2 separate regions of the Ovis aries genome follow, and region 2 is linked to region 1. Evidence: chromatin contacts called from public Hi-C data. All regions are on one chromosome and are shown on one strand. The core of a region is the stretch at or near the end of the contact, and the rest is flanking DNA. Distances in the headings are between cores, read along the strand shown. Region 1 has its middle 170 kb from the start of IRS1. Region 2 holds the start of IRS1 (insulin receptor substrate 1).

Region 1 (6,079 bases), core at 3,385-5,884:
TGCCATTTCCTTCTCCAGTGCATGAAAGTGAAAAGTGAAAGTGAAGTCGCTCAGTCGTGTCCAACTCCTAGCAACCCCATGGACTGCAGCCTACCAGGCTCCTCCGTCCATGGGATTTGCCAGGCAAGAGTACTGGAGTGGGGTGCCATTGCCTTCAGTAACACTGAAGGTAACACTGTATAGTAGCATCAAAATTTGCTAAGAGAACTTGTTCTCCCAAAGTAAAAGGGTAAATATGGGAGGCGATTGGTGTGTTAATTAACTTGATGGGGGAATTCTTTCACGATGTGTGTGATTATATACAAATATATATAATGTGATTATATATGTAATCAACATGTTGCACACTTTAAATATCTTACTATTTCATTTGTCAATCATACCTCAGTAAAGCTATTAATAGAAAAAGTGGGGAGGTTCTTAATACCTTCTACAACTTCCATGCTGGTTCATCACAAGAATGTAATGTATCAAAAGAATGCTTTGAAAACTCTATTTTAATATATAAGTTAAAGGTGACACTTGAAAAGAAAAACAGGCCCCATTTAACTAGTTACTGTAAATCTGTGCTGTTCCCCTGTATCCTGGGCCAAGTGTGTGTCCAAATAACTGTGGGGGGTGGTTTCCCTGTAGCTCAGTGGTAAAGAATCCACCTGCCAATGCAGGATACCCCAGCTGGATCCCTGGGTTGCAAAGATCCCCTGGAGAAGGAAATGGCAACCCACTCCAGTATTCTTGCCTGGGAAATCCCATGGACAGAGGAGCCTGGAGGGCTACAGTCCATGGAGTCGCAAAGAGCTGGACACGACTGAGCAGCTAAGCACCATTACCTGCTGCATGGGTACCTGAGACCCTTCTGCTCCTCCTGCCTGGTCTCCTTCCAGTCTCCTCTTTGAACCCAGTCTGGCCCTTCTCCTGCTCATATTGAACTGTCTCCAATGATGTCATGCACACTCATGGTTTCAATTCTCTGTTAACACAAAGTTATGCCTCCAGCCCAGACGTCTCTGAGCTCCAGACTCATATATCTGCCTGCCTAGTGGAGATTTCCAGTTGGACACGCCTGAAGCCTCTCCAAACAGAGAGCACTATCTTCCATCTCTTTCAAAGAACTAGGCAGCTTCCCCTGTTCCTGTTCTCAGGGAACACTGATTGTCACCTGCTAGTTACACCCCCTGGCTCTCCCCATCCCCATCCCCCTTCTCCTTTCCTCCAGCACTTGGTTGCCTTGGAATACAACATAAGAGGAGAGGAAAGTGAAAGAGGATGCTTCTTATAAGCAGATTTGTCGAGTTCCCACGTGGCTGGATGTTGTTCATTTCCAGTTTGGGTATTCTGCTGATCTCTTTGTCGCTGAAAAAAGAACAAAGAAAGCTGGAATCTATATAGATGAACATGTTCCTGAGTTCCATAAAATTCTGTTTCCAAGAGGTTTTAATAGGTGATGTTTCTTTTTTTATTTAAATTTATTTATTTTAATTGGAGGCTAATTACTCTACAATATTGTATTGGTTTTGCCATACATCAACATGAATAAATACATCAACATGAATCCGCCATGGGTATACACGTGTTCCCCATCCTGAACCCCCCTCCCACCTCCCTCCCTGTACCATCCCTCTGGGTCATCCCAGTGCACCAGCCCCAGGCATCCTGTATCCTGCATCGAACCTGGACTGGCGATTCATTTCTTATATGATATTATACATGTTTTAATGCCATTCTCCCAAATCATCCCACCCTCTCCCTCTCCCACAGAGTCCAAAAGACTGTTCTATACATCTGTGATGTTCCTTTAAGAAAAATAGAAAGAAAGAAAATGACAGCAATGGGACTATTCTGGTGGTCCAGTGGTTGAGGGAGTTGGGAGGTGCTGGAGTCAGCTGAGGGCAGGAGAGGATGTTGAGGGGATTTTTGAAGCTGCACGGTGGAGTGGCTGAAGAGTTAAAAAAAAAAAAAAAAAGGCGGCAGTGGTCCAATGATAGCAAGATTGTGTATTGATTGTGTTTTGCAGACAGTCCTCCTTCACCCTTGGTCCCCAGGGTTTACGCTTCTAGGTAAATATTGCTCCATAATGAGATTTTCACTCAGGCCCCAATGAGTGAGCTTGATGGTTCCGTCCGGTTATAACATCCTGACAGTATGTGTTTATGTATTAGAAACAGTACGCGTGTACAAACGTGATGTTTGAATTTAAGGGTGTGATTTGGCTTTTGTTGCTGGGATTTGGTTTGCTAATTTTTTGATGTCCCTTAGAGAAGCGTGGACCGTGTGAGCCTACGCACCCTAGCTTGGGCAAGTCCGCTTGTTTCCACTAGGAGCCCTGAGGCTACCAGTTAGCTCTCCCAAAAGGATAAGTCTTCTGGCTCTTTCTCAGGGGCAGCCTGAGGTCTCATGGCTGTCCCCCAACCCCACCCTGCCTGGAACGTGAGGTCATAATTGCTGTCCCCACCTCACTCCCAGTGAAGGGCATTCAGTCCAGACACTATTGCTTCTTCTGGCCAGCCGCAACCAGCTCACCCTGCTCAGGGCTCTGAAAGCTGTAACCCTTCCCCTCTATCGAGCTCAGACACTCCCCTCCGCTCAGGGGATTCAGGGGAGTCAGAAGCATCCATAAAGCTGCCTGTAGCATTATTCCTGGCTGCTGAGTCCGAATTCTCTGAGAAAGGCCCTCTCAACTGTTTGAAAATCACAGGTTTATTGTTCCCACTTTGGAACTAGAGATTAGTACTTAACCAGACGAAAGCACAAGTTGGAGCTTCCCATGTGGCGCTAGTCGTAAAGAACCCGCCTGCCAGTGCAGGAGAGATGCGGGTTGGATCCCTGGGTTGGGAAGAGCCCCTGGAGAAGGGCACGGCAACCCACTCCAGTATTCTTGCCTGGAGAATCCCCTGGACAGAGGAGCCTGGTGCGCTGTGGTCCACAAGGTCACAAAGAGTCGGACACAACTGAAGTAACTTGGCACGCATGGGCCAAAGGACAAGTTAACCCCACATATCTGAGCCTCTTTGTAAAGCTACCCAAATACACAGTTCTGTCTCTGAGAAGTCCTACAGCAAAGAACCTGGTTGTTCTTCCTTAATCTAGCTGCCCAAACTATCTGGAGCGTGGGAAAGTCTTTGGCAACCTGTGTTTCTGGGTATGTATGGCTCTGAACTGACAAAACCCCTGGAGGCTGTGGCATAAACTCAAGAGGGAGGATTTTCTGGATGAGCCCTAATGGATTCCAGCTCTCAGTTGTGTCGGAACAAATGGGCCAGGAAACCCTTCGCCTGTGTCACTTTGTGGGAGGTGATCTGCCTGAGAGCTTGTCTGAAGCTGAGGATGGAGCAGGTGCAAGGGAATCTGAGAGAAGGCGGGAGCCAGGGAGTGAGGAAGCCAAGAGGTACCATGTGGAATCTGCCTCCTGCCGCCATCAGCCCACCCTCCTGAGCCCCCTCTCCGGCCGCCAGCTTGAGCCTCTGAGGAGAGAGCGCTGAGGCCAGTTCAGGAAGTCGAGGCCTGGAGGATGCTGACACACTGACACTCAGTGGCCAGAGCCATCCTGAGTCAAGGAGAGAAGCTTTCTCTCCACCTCAGTCCCAGGCCCCATTTTCTGTCACAAACTGAAGCACGAGTCCAGCCTCTGTGCCCCCGGAGCAGTCTTCTCAGGGGTGGGCAGCAGAGGAACAGGCCAGGGCCCAGGCAGAGTGTCTGAAGGGGAAGAATTACCAGGCTTATCCCCAAGAGGGACACCTTGACACTGGAGACCCCGGACCATGACAGGCAGGCTTGTGAGGTCTTCTCGGGGTTCTGAGGAAAAGAGTTGTGAACTTTTGGCCTTGCGGGCATGCGTGTGCGCTAGGTGGCTTCAGTTGTGTCTGACTCTGCCACCTTATAGACTGTAGCCCGCCAGGCTTCTCTGTCCATAGAGTTCTCCAGGCAAGAATACTTGGAGTGGGTTGCCACGCCCTCCTCCAGGGGATCATCCCAACTCAGCAATTGAACCCATATCTCTTACTTCTCCTGCTTTGGGAGGCATGGTCTTTACCACTAGCTCCACCCGGGAAGGCCCCCTGGGGGCTCACTGTGCCTGTAATTCCACCTGGAGGCCCAAGCTCTCCAGGCATCTTCTATATTAAGGAACCTGCTGGTTTCCTCTTCCTCTTTCTTCCCCAGGCCACTCTTTCCCCACCTGCCCAGTCCCTCTGGAGCAATCCTCTGCCAAAAGGGCATAGCTGTCTTTTATTCCAGAGAGTCAATGTGTGGTGGTGATCAGGCACCCCCATGGGGTTGCTGGACATGAAACAGGCCTGTAAAGCAAACGGTCAGACCTGGGTTGGGGGTTTTGCTGGTAAAGGGAGTTCCCGTTGTCTTAAATCACCCGGGATTGTTTACTGCAAAAGGCAGCCGTTTAATCTGAAACACAGACAGAAACAACGGCAGCCGTGTGTCTCTGCAGGTTTAGGCCAAGCCCAGCTTTTACATTCTAAGCACTGTAAGTATCGAGTGGCCTGGATGGCTTGAAGCCAAACAGTAATGTTTCCTTTCGCTGTTGTTGAGAAAGGCATTCAGGAAAACAATTGAGCACAATAAGGGCCTTCCTGTTCCGTTGGGCAGGCAGGCGTGTGAACCACCCAGCCAACGTGGAGTGAGTCATCCTGGCTTCCTTCTCCTTTGTCCAAGGCTCTCTCTGTGGCCAGCTGCACTGCTGCAGACATCCCATGGGATGAATGTCTTCTGAATCCATTTCTCTAACCTCTCCAAGCACCAAGGATTTCCTCGCAAAACAAAGCAGATGTTTGTTTATACAGGGTAATGTCACCAACACATTTTGGTTGGGAAAGGCATTGGCCCTACGTTTCCCTATAGCCAAAGGTTTCCTTACAGAACCCTACTGGATGTCTTAGAAGAAGATTCAACATGCCTAAACTTCATGGGCTTTTTTATTACATGGCTAAACAAACTGTATCTCATGTGTTGACTAACACATACTTGGCTAGTTGCGTGCCAACCAACTGTAGCTGCCCATGAAAGGCAAATAGCTGACAGAGCTCAAACAAAACCAGTTGTATATAGAATTAAGTAAAATAAGACCACACCTTGCAATGTTGGACGACCTTTAATTTTCCAAGCAATACAACAGAAATATTTAGAGTTGCACTGACATGTCTCGGATGCATGAAAAGAAGTCTGGAGAGATGTGAGAAGGCCAGTTGTTGGTTGGTAGTGGTAAAGGCAGTTCCCTCTTTCATGCTCCCTCCCTCTGTCTCTCTCAGTCTTTCTCTTCTCCACCCTTTTCGTTCATCTCTCTTTCCCCTATCTCTAGACTTGTTAGGAGAACCAGTGACTGAAACCACCTGCCCTGGCCAGGCACCATGGTAACCACTCACATGAGTTAACTTACATCAGGACGTCTTAGTAAGAAACATGGAACTAACAAGTTACCACCAAATGTAAGAATTTAGGAAAGGTCAAAAGGAGAAAGGAGATGCCAACCCATATGTCCTACCAACCTCCCGGAATCCTTCTCCTTGGAATCCATCTTGGCTGAGTAATGTGTGTGCCACAGGAAGGACCTTGAGTCAGAATGATTGGCCAGAGACAACCCTGAAACTAACCCCATCACCATAAAACCTGAGACTATGAACCACGTGCAGGAACAGGCTTCTTGGTTTCCCTTACCGTGCTGCTCTCCACCCAGGCACCCCTTCCCAATAAAGTCTCTTGCTTTGTCATCACGTCTGTTTCCTTAGACAGTTCATTTCCAAGCATTAGGCAAGATCCTACTCTTGGGCTCTGGAAGGAATTTCCTATCTTGCAACAGAATTATGGCCAAAATATTTCTTTAGGAATGGAATGAAAAGCCTAAAGGTCCTTCAGAATGTAATCCAATAGAGATGGTAAGCTTGACACCATTTCTCATACTCTATTTCTAGGAGTTAACACTGGGTGTTCCTCAACGAAAACTTAAACCAAATAATATTAAGTTTTAAAGGCTCATAGGACCTGTCACCCCAAAATACGCCACTTTAGTGTGTTGATTATTTTGTGGGCATCTGGAAACAACAAGTGCGGGGTCAGGGGGACTTTCTCTGAA
Region 2 (5,984 bases), core at 1,426-3,925, 170 kb after region 1:
AGTCCCCAACGGGCGACATGTTCATGTAGTCACCTGTACAAGACAGGAGTTTGCCACTACCGCTCTCCACCGGAAGTTTGGGGTGTGGCAGAGCGTGAGAGTGGTGGCCCCCTACCCCGTTTGTCCAGAGCTTGCCATAGCTGCTCCCAGAAGGGGCGGCGCCGCTGCTGCTGCCGCCGCTGCTGGGCCCCCCTCCAATGTCAGGAGAGCAGCTGCCGCTTGGGGACATCATCATGTAGCCGTTGGGGTCCACTCTCTGGGGATGACGTCTAATGGGGTTGATGATCTGCTGCGGGGCAGACACGCTCTTAGGGCTCATGGGCATGTAGTCCCCACTGCCTTTCCGGCTGCCGGGCACTGGGGCCACCCCTGGGGACATGGGCATGTAGCCATCATCGGTGTGAAGGCTGGAGGTGTCTGGGCGGTGGTGGCCCACACGCCGCTCCAAGGGGTGCATTTCCAGACCCTCCTCTGGGTAGGAGTGGGTGGGCACGAAGGCAGAGTGCCGGTAGCTGGGTACTCGGCCTCCACTGCCACCTCCTGGTGGGTAGGCGGGCATCATTTCAGTATATTCCTCAATGGAAGCCACAGAGGACTGAGATGGCGTTTTCTGGTGGGAAATGGTAGGCGAGGTGCCCGCAGAATGAGTCCGCTTTCGGAACCGATTATCCAGATCTGCCGCACCGGCTGCTTCTTCTCCTGGCAGGGCTGGGCTCGTGCCCAAGCCTGCGGCTGGCACGTAGCGGTGACCATTGCCCCCCCGGGGCAGAATGTAGTGACCACTGGGGGCAGTGAGGGTGGAGGCCCCCTTGCCTCCCATGCAGATGTAGTTGCTCAGCTCTTCCTCACCCCGGGCGGGCGGGGTGTGGCCCAGGGAATCTGGGGTGACGCTGCGGAAGGAGCTTCGGAAATCGCAGGGACTGGAGCCATACTCATCGGAGGAGATGAAGCCGCCATCACTGGGGGAACCAGACACAGAAGCACTAGACCGCCGCGGGAAAAGGCAGTCTGAGGTGGAGCCGTGGCCACTCGTGCTGCTGGACGACAGACTGACGGGGCTGGTGGCGGAAGGCGAGCAGCGAGAAGAAGGCATGGGGATGGAGCGGCTGTGATTGAGAGGCGGGTGCAGCCGGGAGCTGCCTCGATGGCGGTGGGCGTGGGTCCTGTTGGTGCTAGGACTCACAGGACTGCCGTCCACTGAGGCAGGGCGAGACATGGTGCCTTCGCCATCACTGGAGGCACGCACGCGGAAGGAGCCCTGCTTCCCGCCCACCAAGCTGGCTGGGGAGGTGGCCGTGATGCTCTCGGTGCGCGAGCGGCGGGTCAGCCCCACCTGGCTGGGTGGAGGGTTGTTGAGGTGGTGCCTCCTCAGGGGCACACTAATGGGGTTGGAGCAGTTGGAGGAGGACTGGCTCTTGCTTCTAGGGCGGAACTCATCGCTCATGGCCCGCATGGCCTCCAGGATTGTCTCATGCATGTTCTGGGCCACCACGGAGTCGTCCACCTGCATCCAGAACTCCCCCGGGCCCGTCACTGCGGAACGGCCCACTTCGATGAAGAAGAAGTTCTCTGAGTGGCCACAGCGCCTGATGTTCATCAGCTGCAGCACCACGGCCGCCGCCTCCGAGTTCAGCTTCACGAAGCTGATGGTCTTGCTGGTCAGGCAGAGGCGGTAGATGCCAATCAGGTTCTTTGTCTGACCCAGGCCCTTGGGTTTCAGGATCACCTGCCAGACCTCCTTGAAGGCGGGTCCTGGGGGCACGTCCCCGTAGCTCAAGTCCTCCCCGGCCTCCCCGAGGCCGGAGCTGCCACTGCAGCTGCCCCCGCCGCCTCCCGCCCCAGGCGCCGCGGCCCCGTCGTGGTGGCCCTTGGCACGGTTGTGCAGCTGCAGGAGGGCCTGGTACCAGCTGTCCTGCTCGGCCTCGCTGTCTGCCGCGATGGCAAAGTGCTCGTCCCGGGTGTAGAGGGCCACCAGGTGCTTGTTCTTGGAGTCCGCCCGCTTGTTGATGTTGAAGCAGCTCTCCAGGGGGATCGAGCGTTTGGGGGCGCTCGACTTGTGCCGCCACTTCTTTTCGTTCTCGTAGTACTCGAGGCGCGCCGGACCCCCAGCCTCGCTGGCCGCCCGCAGCACGAAGAATCGCTTGTGCATGCTCTTGGGTTTGCGCAGGTAGCCCACCTTGCGCACGTCCGAGAAGCCGTCCGTCTCCGGAGGGCTCGCCATGCTGCCGCCGCCGCCGAGCAGAGGGAGGCGCTGAAAAACAACCGGGTGGGGGGCGGAGGCTCCTAGCCGCGGCCCCGCACATGCAAACAGGGCTAGAGGAGGCAGAAACCCCGACTCCGAAATCCACGCCGCCCTCTGCGCCGGGGAGGGGCGGTCGAGGGAGGACGCAGCAGCTGCGCCAAGGAGATAGCCCCGACCCGAGTTTACTGGCGTTTTATGCCCTGGGGGAGAGGCAACGCGTCCGGCGCGAGTGCAGCCCGGATCCCCCGAGAGCCAAGTCTCTTCTCAGCCGCCGCGGTCGGGAAGAAGCTAAGATGCATCTCTCGCCGCCGGGGCCAGAGTCCGGCGCTGGCAGGCGGCGGCCCGGGCGGGCGGGCGGGGTGTGTGTGTGTGTGTGGGTCCTCGCCTGGCCCCTCCAGGCGCGCGCGCGCGCCTTCCCTCCGGAGTTCCTCTCTGGAAGTAGCGATTCCCGAGGCAAATTAAATATCCTTGGGCAGGGGGAGGCGAGCTGCCAAGTCCCAACGTTGCACGGGGTTCTCCCTCCTCCTCCTCCTCCTTCGCCTCCTCCTCCGCCTCCTCCCACCCCCCGACCGTCCCCGCCGCCACCAGCCGCCCAAATACCAGCTCAATCGCGGAGACCGCGGCGCTGCGGCTGTTGCTGTTGCTGCCGCAGCCCGCGGACGCGTCCTCTGCAGCCCCCGATCGGGCCCATGTCGGCGGGCGGAGAAAGTGGCTTTTCCACGCGAAACGCGACTAGGCAGCCTGGGGAGCTGGGGGCGCGCCGAAGGGACAGGCTCATCCCTGCCCCTCGCTCCAGTCGGCCGGGGAAGAGGGGAGGGGACGAGGGCGGGAGGCGAAGGCGGAGAGGGGGGGGTCGGGGGTGCGAGGGGGAGGCTGGGGAAGGAGTCGGGGGAAGACGCCTCTTCCCCCGGAGGCGCTGCCGCTACTTATCCCCTCCTCCCTCCTCCTCCTCCTCCAAGAGTTGCCGAGAGCCCCAACCAAAACAAGCGGCGGCGTCTGGCTCTGCGCGCCGACCGCGCCGCCGTCTCACTCGGGAGGAGAAAAAAACACGTGACGGAGCCTCCGCGCTCCGCAGCCCGGCCGCCGCCGCCGCCGCCGGGAGGCTCCCGCCCGGGTCTCTACATTCCCGGCCGAGCCCGCCCCGCGCCCGCCCCTCTCCGCCCCCCGGCCGTGCCGCAGAGGCGCCCGCGCCCGGCCTCGGCACCGCGCTCGGGCAGCGCCCCTACGCGGCCGGCCGCCTGGGCTCAGAGCCGGCCTCTTCGCGCGCCACCCAGGGCGCCCCCCGGCCCGCAGGAATCCCCGCCGCGGGAGCGGGCGGGGGTGTTTGGGTGTCTCCCCGAAAGCACGAGGGGAGTCTGGGAAAACGGGGGAGGGGGGCGAACCCGGGAAGACGCAGGAGTGAGGGTGGGGGGCGACGGGGGGGCACTGCGGCTACTGGGCTCTGCGTGGGAGGGCCCGGGGAGGAGGGGACTCGAGAGCTGGGCTGGATCTTACCTAACAGGTAAGAGCAGCCCCTCAGGAGAGAGTGTTTCTAGTCAAGGCTTTTTTTTTCTTCCCTCCCTAGAAATCTAAAAGCTGGATTTCAGTTTCAGTGCGATAGGCCGTGGTGCTATCTGTATTTTCGTGAGGTTTTACTAAAGGACTTCCGGGCCAGCCTTTCACCTTGGAATCCCCGAATTTGCTGCAGTGAAGTACCACGAAAGAATAGAGGGACGCCCAAGGGCAGCGACTGGGGGAGGGAAGGAGGAGGTTATGGTCACTCCCAAACAAGAAGAGTTCGGGGGAGGTGTCGTGTGTCCGGAGTGGTGGGGTTAGCTGCTGATCTATTAGGGAGAGAATGTAAATATCACAGCTTCTCCCCACCCCATCCCACTCCCTCCTCATCCTAGCGAGCGGTCGGGGAGTCACACCTTGGGGGTGAAGGCTTGGGGAGAAAATGAGACGCCCCTTATCACATTCCGAAACCTATTTGTGATTAAAAAAAAAAAAATTTAGGGACCTACAGAGGGTTCGTAAGGCCAAAACCCTACTGGGTAAACATTGGCCGAAGTGTCTGTTTCACACACAGCTTCCACACCCATCGAACCACCCCATAAAATTTTTACCCTTGACTACAAGGATAATCGGGAGAAAACAAGGACGGTGCCAGCTGAACTGTACAGGAAAATGGGTGTTTCGTGGGTAGCAGAGGTCAGCAGCTTGGGTCTACTTGCGGAGACTCTTAGGCTATTAGCTTGCGGTATCAATCACCACAAGCAAACGCTCCCCAAAGTTTTTTGTTTGTTAAGGTGATCTACAAATCATTAAGGACCCTTTAAAAAATGACTCATCTGTTTCACGTTATCTTATTTTACCACCCCAGTCCTGGCCCGTTTGGGGGTCTCCACCACCCCCACCGCGCAGGAGACCCTGCCTAGTCGCCAGCTCTCGAGCATTGCCCGATGCTCGCGGCAGTGAAGGCGCTGGGCATGCGCTGGGCAGGACCCGCTGGGCTGCGGAGAAGCCAGCCTGGGCCTAATACCGGGCTGAGGGGCGGGGAGAGTTTCTTAGGATAGCCTGCTGATTGGTGGGGCTGCCTGTCTTTCAAACCTTGCACTGCAGGAGGGGAGGTGGGGAGAGAGGGTGAGGGTACCAAGGTAGGTTGCAAAGCGTAGTAGAAAAAAAGAAAGAAAGAAAAAGAACCAAAGGCGCCATTCAGCAGCGTGTGATACGTGAACTGGGGTAGCCGGTAACTGTAGAGGAGCTACACCCCACCAAAGCCTGGGAGCTTTTCATTTCTTCCCTCACCTTCTTATTCCCTGCCATCATGCAGCCTCATCTGAGCCTTGTTCATCTGTAATTTGTGTACACGCTGTTGAATTGAAAGCCCACCCTTCTCTCCCTCTGACAGCCTGGTGATGTGGGCACACGTGCCCACAACAGCAAAGCTATAAATAGCAGATGTAATCCGGTAACTAGGCGGCAATGACAGTGACCGGGATTCTGAGGGAATAGCGTGTTTTACGGAGAGTAGAAGGGAATGCGAATAGGGAAGTCTGAAGTTAGTAGTAAAGTAATTGTGGGGTTTTACCCTTGGAGAGAGAGGGGGAAAAAGGTAAAAGTGTTTACTAGTAACAATGTAATCTAAGACCAAATGGCTTTTTACAGGTTTGATGTTTAGCGCAGGGTGGGGGTGGAGAATATTTCACATTTTGTAGGAAAAATAATCCAAACCCATTTACTTTAGAAATGATGCCGCCCTTCAAAAATAAAGGTAAATGAAGGTAGTATACCTCTATGGGAAACAAAATACTCTTTTCTAGGAGAAAGAGGGATCTGAAAGATCAACTTAATTTGCAAATATTTTAGAAAAATCTTCACAGGTTAGAATTTTGATCATATAAAAATGTTATTTTTTTTAATCATAAAAGCTTTAAAAAAAACTCTGTGGGAAAGGATCTCTAAAAGCACAACTTCAGTGGCTAATATATTCATTAAAATCATGAAATAAGTCAGATTGTTGACTTTTTTTTTTCCAAATCAATGTATTTCCCATCATAGATAATCACTGATGGTAAGATGTTCTTGTTCTTTCTTCCTACTTGCTGATGTTTTACTACCAATGTTAAAGGTGTTTAATAGTTAATTAAAATTATACTATAGTAATTCATATTTCTTTACTTTTTTCTTTTATTAGTGGGTTGAGCTAACTCTGGAAATGTATATATGAATTAGATACAGAATAGAAAGGATGCTTTTGTGG

The links. A called contact is a pair of places that touch in the nucleus more often than the background predicts.
Region 2: a contact with region 1 is called in a Hi-C map of tail adipose tissue, with 3 times the contacts expected there. The contact joins the promoter of IRS1 here to the enhancer-like site in region 1. A contact is called at or near these places in 2 of 16 Hi-C or Micro-C datasets (skin fibroblasts and tail adipose tissue).

What each region holds. Positions count from the first base shown.
Region 1 is chr2:228,906,512-228,912,590 of ARS-UI_Ramb_v3.0, forward strand. No RefSeq gene overlaps it. Among named protein-coding and RNA genes, the nearest start is that of IRS1, 170 kb to the right of the region's middle. Within about 2 kb of position 4,635, at least 16 of the 54 cell types and tissues checked have an H3K27ac peak or open chromatin away from gene starts, as enhancers often do. A contact at or near this core is called in tail adipose tissue, where this site is marked.
Region 2 is chr2:229,075,111-229,081,094 of ARS-UI_Ramb_v3.0, forward strand. It overlaps IRS1 (insulin receptor substrate 1), which reads right to left and starts at 2,676. Exons shown (of 2, transcript XM_015093559.4): 1 at 1-2,676. The coding sequence starts at 2,221.